2 separate regions of the Mus musculus genome follow, and region 2 is linked to region 1. Evidence: chromatin contacts called from public HiChIP or PLAC-seq data. All regions are on one chromosome and are shown on one strand. The core of a region is the stretch at or near the end of the contact, and the rest is flanking DNA. Distances in the headings are between cores, read along the strand shown. Region 1 has its middle 170 kb from the start of Gm40899. Region 2 has its middle 200 kb from the start of Gm30948.

Region 1 (4,087 bases), core at 1,155-3,654:
ACACTGTGTGTGGTATATAAAACTCTTAGCTGCTTGGAAGCCAGTATTCTGTTAGTATCCTTCAGATGAAGATGTAGAACACTCAGCTCAGCTTGCACCATGCCTGTGTGGATGCTGTCATGCTCTCTTGCTTTGATGACACAGGACTGAAACTTTAAACCTGTAAGCCAGCCCCAATTAAATGTTTTCCTTCATAAACTTCTGTTGGTCATAGTCTCTGTTCACAGCAGTAAAACCCTAACTATGACATATGTAAAGCCTATGAGGTATAAATTCAAGATTGCAGTATGTTTTACTGGACAGCACTCTTATTTCTAACCTTTGACTCAGAGTTTTCCATTCCATCTCTTCTATAATCATCCTCACTCTACCAACAGAGTAGACTTGGCAATGGCAGAAATGATACAGCTATGCATTCTGATATTAATACCTCTTATATTCTAAGAGCCTAAAACTTCTGGTAGACCACAAAAACAAGTTAGCAAAACACCTAGAAGTCACTTAAGACTGAAGACTGTGTGCTCTCCTGTACTGTTGCAGAATCTTGTGTTTCCAGTGGCCTTGGGCCTGCTGAGATTCTTCAAAGCTTTATTAAAAACTCTGGGTACACACTCCTCCATTGTTGGTGGGATTGCAAGCTTGTACAACCACTCTGAAAATCAGTTTGGTGGTTCCTCAGAAAATTGGACAGAGTACTACCGGAGGATCCAGCAATACCTCTCTTTGGCATATATCCAGAAGATGTCCCAACCGGTAAGAAGGACACATGCTCCACTATGTTCATAGCAGCCTTATTTATAATAGCCAGAAGCTGGAAAGAACCTAGATGCCCCTCAACAGAGGAATGGATATAGAAAATGTGGTACATTTACACAATGGAGTAGTACTCAGCTATTGAAAAGAATGAATTTATGAAATTCCTAGGCAAATGGATGGACCTGGAGGGCATCATCCTGAGTGAGGTAACCCAATCACAAAGGAACTCTCACAGTATGTACTCACTGATAAGTGGATATTAGCCCAGAAACTTAGGATACACAAGATATAAGATACAATTTGCTAAATGCATGAAACTCAAGAAGAACGAAGACCAAAATGTGGACACTTTGCCCCTTCCTAGAAATGGGGAAAAAACACCCATGGAAGGAGTTACAGAGACAAAATTTGGAGCTGTGACGAAAGGATGGACCATCTAGTGATTGCCATATCCAGGGATCCATCCCATAATCAGCCTCCAAACGCTGACACCACTGCATACACTAGCAAGATTTTGCTGAATGGACCCAGATATAGCTGTCTCTTGTGAGACTATGCCGGGGCCTAGCAAATACAGAAGTGGATGCTCACAGTCAGCTATTGGATGGGTCACATGGCCCCCAATGGAGGAGCTAGAGAAAGTACCCAAGGAGCTAAAGGGAACTGAAACTCTATATGTGGAACAAAAATATGAACTAACCAGTACCCCGGAGCTCTTGTCTCTAGCTGCATATGTATCAAAAGATGGCCTAGTCGGCCATCACTGCAAAGAGAAGCCCTTTGGACTTGCAAACTTTATATGCCCCAGTACAGGGGAACGCCAGGGCCAAAAAGGGGGAGTGGGTGGGTAGGGGGTTGGGGGGTGGGTATGGGGGACTTTTGGGATAGCATTGGAAATGTAAACGAGGAAAATACCTAATAAAAAGAAATAGAAAAAAAAAGTCTGGGTACCCATGAACCCCTACTATATCAAGGTTTACAAGCAAATTTGGGTAGGAGTGGCGTTAATGATCCTCTTCATTTATAAAATCAGCAGTGATGAAAAGGAAGTAAAGCTTTGCAAGGCACCAGTCCTGCACCTGCCCATTTCCATCAGTAGCTGTTCAATGAGTACACTCAAGATGAATATGTTGGCTAAATTTTAGAAATCTGTGTTAGAAAATCTCTGTACACTTATTTTTCTACAATTTATAATATGGCTTTAATAAATGTACCAGAGAAGCACCAAAAAATATTTAAGACTTTGAAAGGGATTTTCTTTGCTCAGAAGTTGGAATTCTACAGATCAAATTCATATACTTTTTTTCAAGCTATTCCAAATTCTACTTTCACTCAACCCAGACATATTTTTATCATCCATAATCACAGTTTCCCTTTTTTGTTGTTTTATGAAAGAAGAAAAATGTCACTGTTATCGATATTGAGAAGGCATTGAGTACTCTAGGAACATCCTAAATCAACAGCATATAATTCATGGATGTATTTCTGCAAAGTTGAAAACCCACAGTAGTTCTTTAAGAAAGAGACACAAAAAATGGACTGCCCAAATGACGGCTTCTGATCAAGTCTTCAAGCGAATATTCTCTAAGTCTTCTCATTCCCTGGGCAGTTTGCTCCTCCTCCAGTATTACTGACACACTCCGGATGTGGTTACAGCACTGTATCTTGCACAGTAAGAGTCCACAGAGTCCTCAGATGTCAGGCTGCTGAAGTACATATAGGTTGTGCTGAAGAATTTGTCTGCAGACAATGTGGCCTTGCCCTTGAACTTTTCATTGTACCCAGTACCACCACTGTAAGGAATAATATATCCAATCCTTTGAAGGCTTTTTACAGGACTTCACCCAGTGCATGTAGTAGCCAGTGAATGAGTAACCAGAAGCCTTGCAGGATATCTTCACTGACCTTAGGTCCAGACTGCTTCAGGTGGACCTCAGAGTGGACACCTATGTGGAGAAAGGAAGAATTTATGTAAGTGACATCCCAGGCCATTTCTTTTCTTCAGATTTGGAACTGGTGATCCCCTTACCTGTAGTTCCTGACAGGAGGAAGAGAAAGTTCCAGCTCCATTCCATGTTTAGAGACCGTGTGTTCAGGGACTGTGGAGAAGACGTTGGTCATATGTGGTTTTCAGGGTGTGGACATTCCTGTTTTTAACCACCATGAACTCAGGTAATTTACATATTCATGAGCAGGCCACTTCTTACATAAGAACTTAGTCCAACTGGTGAAGAATTGGAGAGGAAGGACTGAAAAGGCTCATGGGTAAACTAGCAGGATGTTCTAGTCCAAATCCAATAACTCCCTGAGGAAATGCACCCCATACACTTTCTGTTAGCCCTTCACTGCTGGTATGGCTGCAACTAAAGGGATGAATGTTTCAATCTATACTTGGCCTATGTCTGTTGCTCCACTCTGGGATATGTTAACATGTTGATTTACAGATAATGCTTTTTGAAGATCAAGATGTTGGTGATGATAATTTTGAAGATGATGATGAAGAAGATAATGATAATGTTGGGAATAGCCATTAAAAAGATTTAATGTCTTAATTAGAACACATTCAGATGTTAATAAGGAAGAAGACAAATGGGAAAACTGATGACATGGATGTGGAAAATGTTGAATCTTTACTCATTATTAATATGAGTGCACTAGTGTGGTATACTGACTTTAGAATTCTGTTTGAAATTGTCACCAAAAAGAGTAAAAAAACTGTGCTGTGTCCCGGCTCCTTCCTTCCCAAGCATGTACACAAATAACTCTATATTATTACATAGACAGTTACACATCCATGTTTATTGCTTCTCCAATCACAGAAACTAGGAAATGGAATCAATTTACATTTATAAAAAGGACAAATAGATACTGACAATGTTTGGGTTATAGACAATGAAATATTCCTCAGTATATATGAGAAAATATTATTTGCATACTAATGAGTAAGAACATGGAATATTTGCTCTATGATGTCAACCAGGTCCATAGAAACAAACGCTTTATGTTTTCATTTATGTGTGGTTGCATGATTTGAATAACACACTATGATCATTCCTACCTCCACTCTGACCCTCTGGTTTTCTTTGGGACCTTCAAATATGGCTTTCTCACAACATCCTGACGACGTCTTTTATTGGTTATTACATTTATTTATATATCAAATGTTATCTCATTTCCCTGGTTCCCCTCAACTAATCCCCTATCACATCACACCTGCCCCTGCTTCTATAGGTTGCTCCCCCAAACCATATATCCACTCCTGCCACATCCTTCTAGATTTCTCCTATGCTGGATCATCGAGCATTCACAGAACAATGAGCCTTCCCTGCTA
Region 2 (3,834 bases), core at 438-2,937, 130 kb after region 1:
TCTCCATAAGGGGGTCTGTGGCTATGTGACAGGGACCTGGTGTTAGGAACAGACAAAGTTCCAACTGTTCTTTCTGGGTCCCCTGGACTTAAAGCCTAACTCAACTTTAGAGGCTTCCTCTCATGGTCCACCGCCACACAGAGAGAAATCCTCATGCAGTCCAAAAATTTATGTAATCATGAAGTTGGGAAATACAACCAAGAAGGAATCCCGAATTGTTAGAAATCACCATGAGAGTTCTATTTCTTTGATATCAATTATTTTAGGCCTGCAATATAGGCTTACATTTTTCTTCTTTATTGGTTATTTTATTTATTTACATTTCAAATGCTATTCCCCTTTGAAATTTCCCCTCTGTAAACCATCTCTATTCCATCCCCCCTTTCCCCTGCTTCTATAAGGGAACTCCTTCACCCATCCAGCAACACACCCACTCCTACCTCACTGTCCTAGTCTTCCCCTACTTTGGAGCATTGAGTCTCCACAGAACCAAGGGCCTCTCCTCCCATTGATGCCAAAAAAATCAATCTTCTGCTGTATATGCACCTGCAGCCATGAATCCCTCCATGTGTAATCTTTGGTTGGTAGTTTAGTCTCTGGGAGCTCTGGGGAGTATGGTTGATTGATAATGTTCTTCTTCCTATGCAGTTGCAAGTGTTTCTGCTTCATTAGTCCTTCCTCTGTCTCCACCATTGTGGTCCCCATTCTCAGTCCAGTGGTTGGCTGTGAGCATCAACATCTCACAGAGCCTTCCAGGATTCTGGCAGCAAGCACATCTTGTCATCAGCAATAGAGTCTGAGTTTGGTGTCTACAGATAGGATGGATCAATGGGGGGTGTGGGTTGGGCAGTCTCTGGATGGAATTTGCTTCAGGCTCTGCTCTATGCTTTCACCTGCATTTCCATTTTCTTTAGGCATGAAAATTTCTGTTTGATGTATTGGATTAAATTCATAATTATAGGAACTGATAAGATGTAGCAAAATGAAGGAGTAGACTAATTAAAATTACCATATTTGGCTGTTTAAGTGTGATTTTTCATAAGTAAACACTTGCTTAATAACTTAAATATTACTACAGGTCAAGAAAAGCATTTGATGCCCACAATAGAAAAGCACATTTGTGAATAAGTAAAATATATTTTCTCCAAATAATTTTTGAAGATTAACTGATAGTATTAAATTTAATAGCAATTATAATAATAACCAAGAGCAAATAACTAATATGTGAAGATGTGTGGATGATAGTTTGCTTCAACTATGCACTTGGAAGATTCTCTTAGACTGCTTCAAAACAACTACTCAAATTGAAGTTTCACATAACTGAATCTGGCCACTTGTTTGATGATCTGTAGCTTCTACAGGCAGAAATATTGTCCTGTGCAGCTATGAAGTAATGTTTGGATATCATTTAGATATCAGATGCCACATTGGCATCCCTGTTAGCTCTTGCTGCCACACATTATATTGATCTGTGAAAATGATCACTGTGAGGTTGATCAGAAAAATGGGATCTGAGTTCTGGCACCTGGAACCCATGTCAACAGGTCATGTACTGGGTTTGAGAAATGGCACAGTAGTTAAGAGTAAACACTGTTCTTCCAGAAGATCTGGATTTAGTTCTAAACAACCACATCAGATGGTGTACAACCAAATGCCTGTGACTCCAAATTTGAAGGATACACTGCCATCTTCTGGTATCCAAGAGTACCTGCACAAATGTTTCATTCAATTACCCAGAAAACTACACAAATACACAAAAATGAAAAGTAAAACAAACAAAAACATATTTAAAAAACTTCTGAGTTCCCCAATAATAACATAAAAGCCAAATGCCCCAGAATCTGTCTGCTGTCTTAGACTCAGAAACAGAGGAGCATTATGGTTCCTGAAGCTTTCTCCTCAGGAGAAACTGATCAAATTCAAAAATTGATCTCTAGTCAAATTGATGAGCTACAAGCTTAGTGAGAAAATATTACTTAAAATATATAGGGGAGAGCAATAAAAGTGATATCTCACATCTACCACTTGTTACCACATATACATACAAAACTTGCATACCCAAAAAATTAAAATAAAAAATGGACTGTCTCATTCTATAATACATGTCTACTCGCTCCCTTAAAATTTGTCATAATGTCTTTAAATTTAATCCAGTTTCTGCCTGTCTCTAGTTCCATAATAATGGCCATATATTTTATAGTGTAATAATTTTAGAATTCCATTTTTATGACTTGCTTTATTACAGATATTTGTTGCCGTGGAGAAAAAAAAGCTTCCAATTCTAGTGAACTAACATAGTTCCCTTTTACTCTCCACGGTTTTTTAGGTTTACTGGTTTCCAGTCACTAATTGTTGCACTGCATTTCTCATGTAGTTACAATATGCTATAAACTTAGGTATGGATTCTATAAAGTCTTTCTGTGCTGTGCATGTAAGATTTCCCATTTATATTGCTCTCCACTGGTTCTCGCTGTTGCCTAGGAGCTCAATTTCATTTTCTATTGCATTGAGTCTGTTTTCTTAGAGGAAACATTCCACACATTCACAAGGACAAGGTAGAAGCCAGAATTCTTATGACCTTGTAGATGATTCCTAAGAATGTTACTTCTGCTATGTTGGGTAAGCAACTCATTAAGCTAGTTGGTAGACAAATGGTAAGAACATGGGCATCTCAGAATAGAAAAATATGAATAATTTTAAAAACTTAAGATAAATGAAAATACAGGAAAAACATCAGTGCCCAGAAGTCCATGAGGGTGACTTGAGCTGAAACTCCTAGAGGTGGGGGATATGGGGCCTGAAGTGGCCACATCCTATAGGCAGGCAGGAGGATTGCCAGTGAAAGGATAAGGACACCAACCCAGCCAAATTTGACACAAAATTTGTTCAGCTTACAAGAAAAGCAGGGACAAATTTGGAATAGAGACTGAGGGAATAGCCAACCAGTGACTGGCACAACTTGAGAGTCATCACATGCACAAGAACTAATTCCTGAAACTATTAATGATACTTTTTATGATTGCAGACAGGAACCTATCAAAACTCTTCTCTGAGAGACTACACCCACCAGCTAATTGAAACAGATGCAGAGACCCACAGGCAATCATTGTATAGACATTGGGTATTTTTGTGGAAGAGTTGAGGTAAATATTGAGGAGAGCCACAAGAAGACCAAACAATTCAACTAATTTCGACCCCTTGGCATCTTCCATAGTTTGAACCACCAAAAAGCAAGCATGGCCTCTATCTCAGCTTCTGCATATATGTAGCAGAAATGCAGCTTGGTCATCATTTGGGTACCTCTACAACTGGAGCAGGGGCTCTACCTTACCCTGTCATGTTCAGGCTAATATAGAATTTATAGATCTGCTGATACATTATTTTTATCAAAAATGATAAATTCAAAAAATCTATGAGGAAGTTGTGATATGCAGCTAAGACTTAGAGTTTTCTTATTAGCATTGTTCCAGTGATCTGGAGTGGGTCATGATTTAGGGTGACGTGAGATACATGTTTGCAGAAAGCAGAGTAGAAAGAACAGGGATGAACTTGGTGTTTTATTTTGACATAGATATATTTGAACAGAGGTACCTACATGTGTAGACAGTGTAGATCCCAGAAGACACAGGTAATTAATTGAACATGTCAGTGCCAGTCACAGGATAACTCAATGAGAGTTAATGGTCAGAGAGTCCTCATAGGTGCCACAAAAGTATAAGGTATTGTAGTTTGTCTAGGTTACATAATAACTCCATAATAACCTCTTTTCTGAGAAAGAGTTTAAATACTGAATAGATGTTAAGCGCCAAATGAATGGGATGACTCCAAGAAACT

The links. HiChIP or PLAC-seq counts read pairs in DNA pulled down with a chosen protein or histone mark.
Region 2: a RAD21 HiChIP or PLAC-seq map of pro-B cells shows a contact between it and region 1, with 2.6 times the contacts expected there. The contact joins two enhancer-like sites. A contact is called at or near these places in 2 of 15 datasets of contacts at CTCF or cohesin (large pre-B cells and pro-B cells).

What each region holds. Positions count from the first base shown.
Region 1 is chr12:114,929,952-114,934,038 of GRCm38.p6, forward strand. It overlaps Igh and the pseudogene Ighv1-41. Among named protein-coding and RNA genes, the nearest start is that of Gm40899, 170 kb to the left of the region's middle. Within about 2 kb of position 2,405, at least 23 of the 459 cell types and tissues checked have an H3K27ac peak or open chromatin away from gene starts, as enhancers often do. A contact at or near this core is called in pro-B cells, where this site is marked.
Region 2 is chr12:115,058,479-115,062,312 of GRCm38.p6, forward strand. It overlaps Igh. Among named protein-coding and RNA genes, the nearest start is that of Gm30948, 200 kb to the right of the region's middle. Within about 2 kb of position 1,688, at least 1 of the 459 cell types and tissues checked has an H3K27ac peak or open chromatin away from gene starts, as enhancers often do. A contact at or near this core is called in pro-B cells, where this site is marked.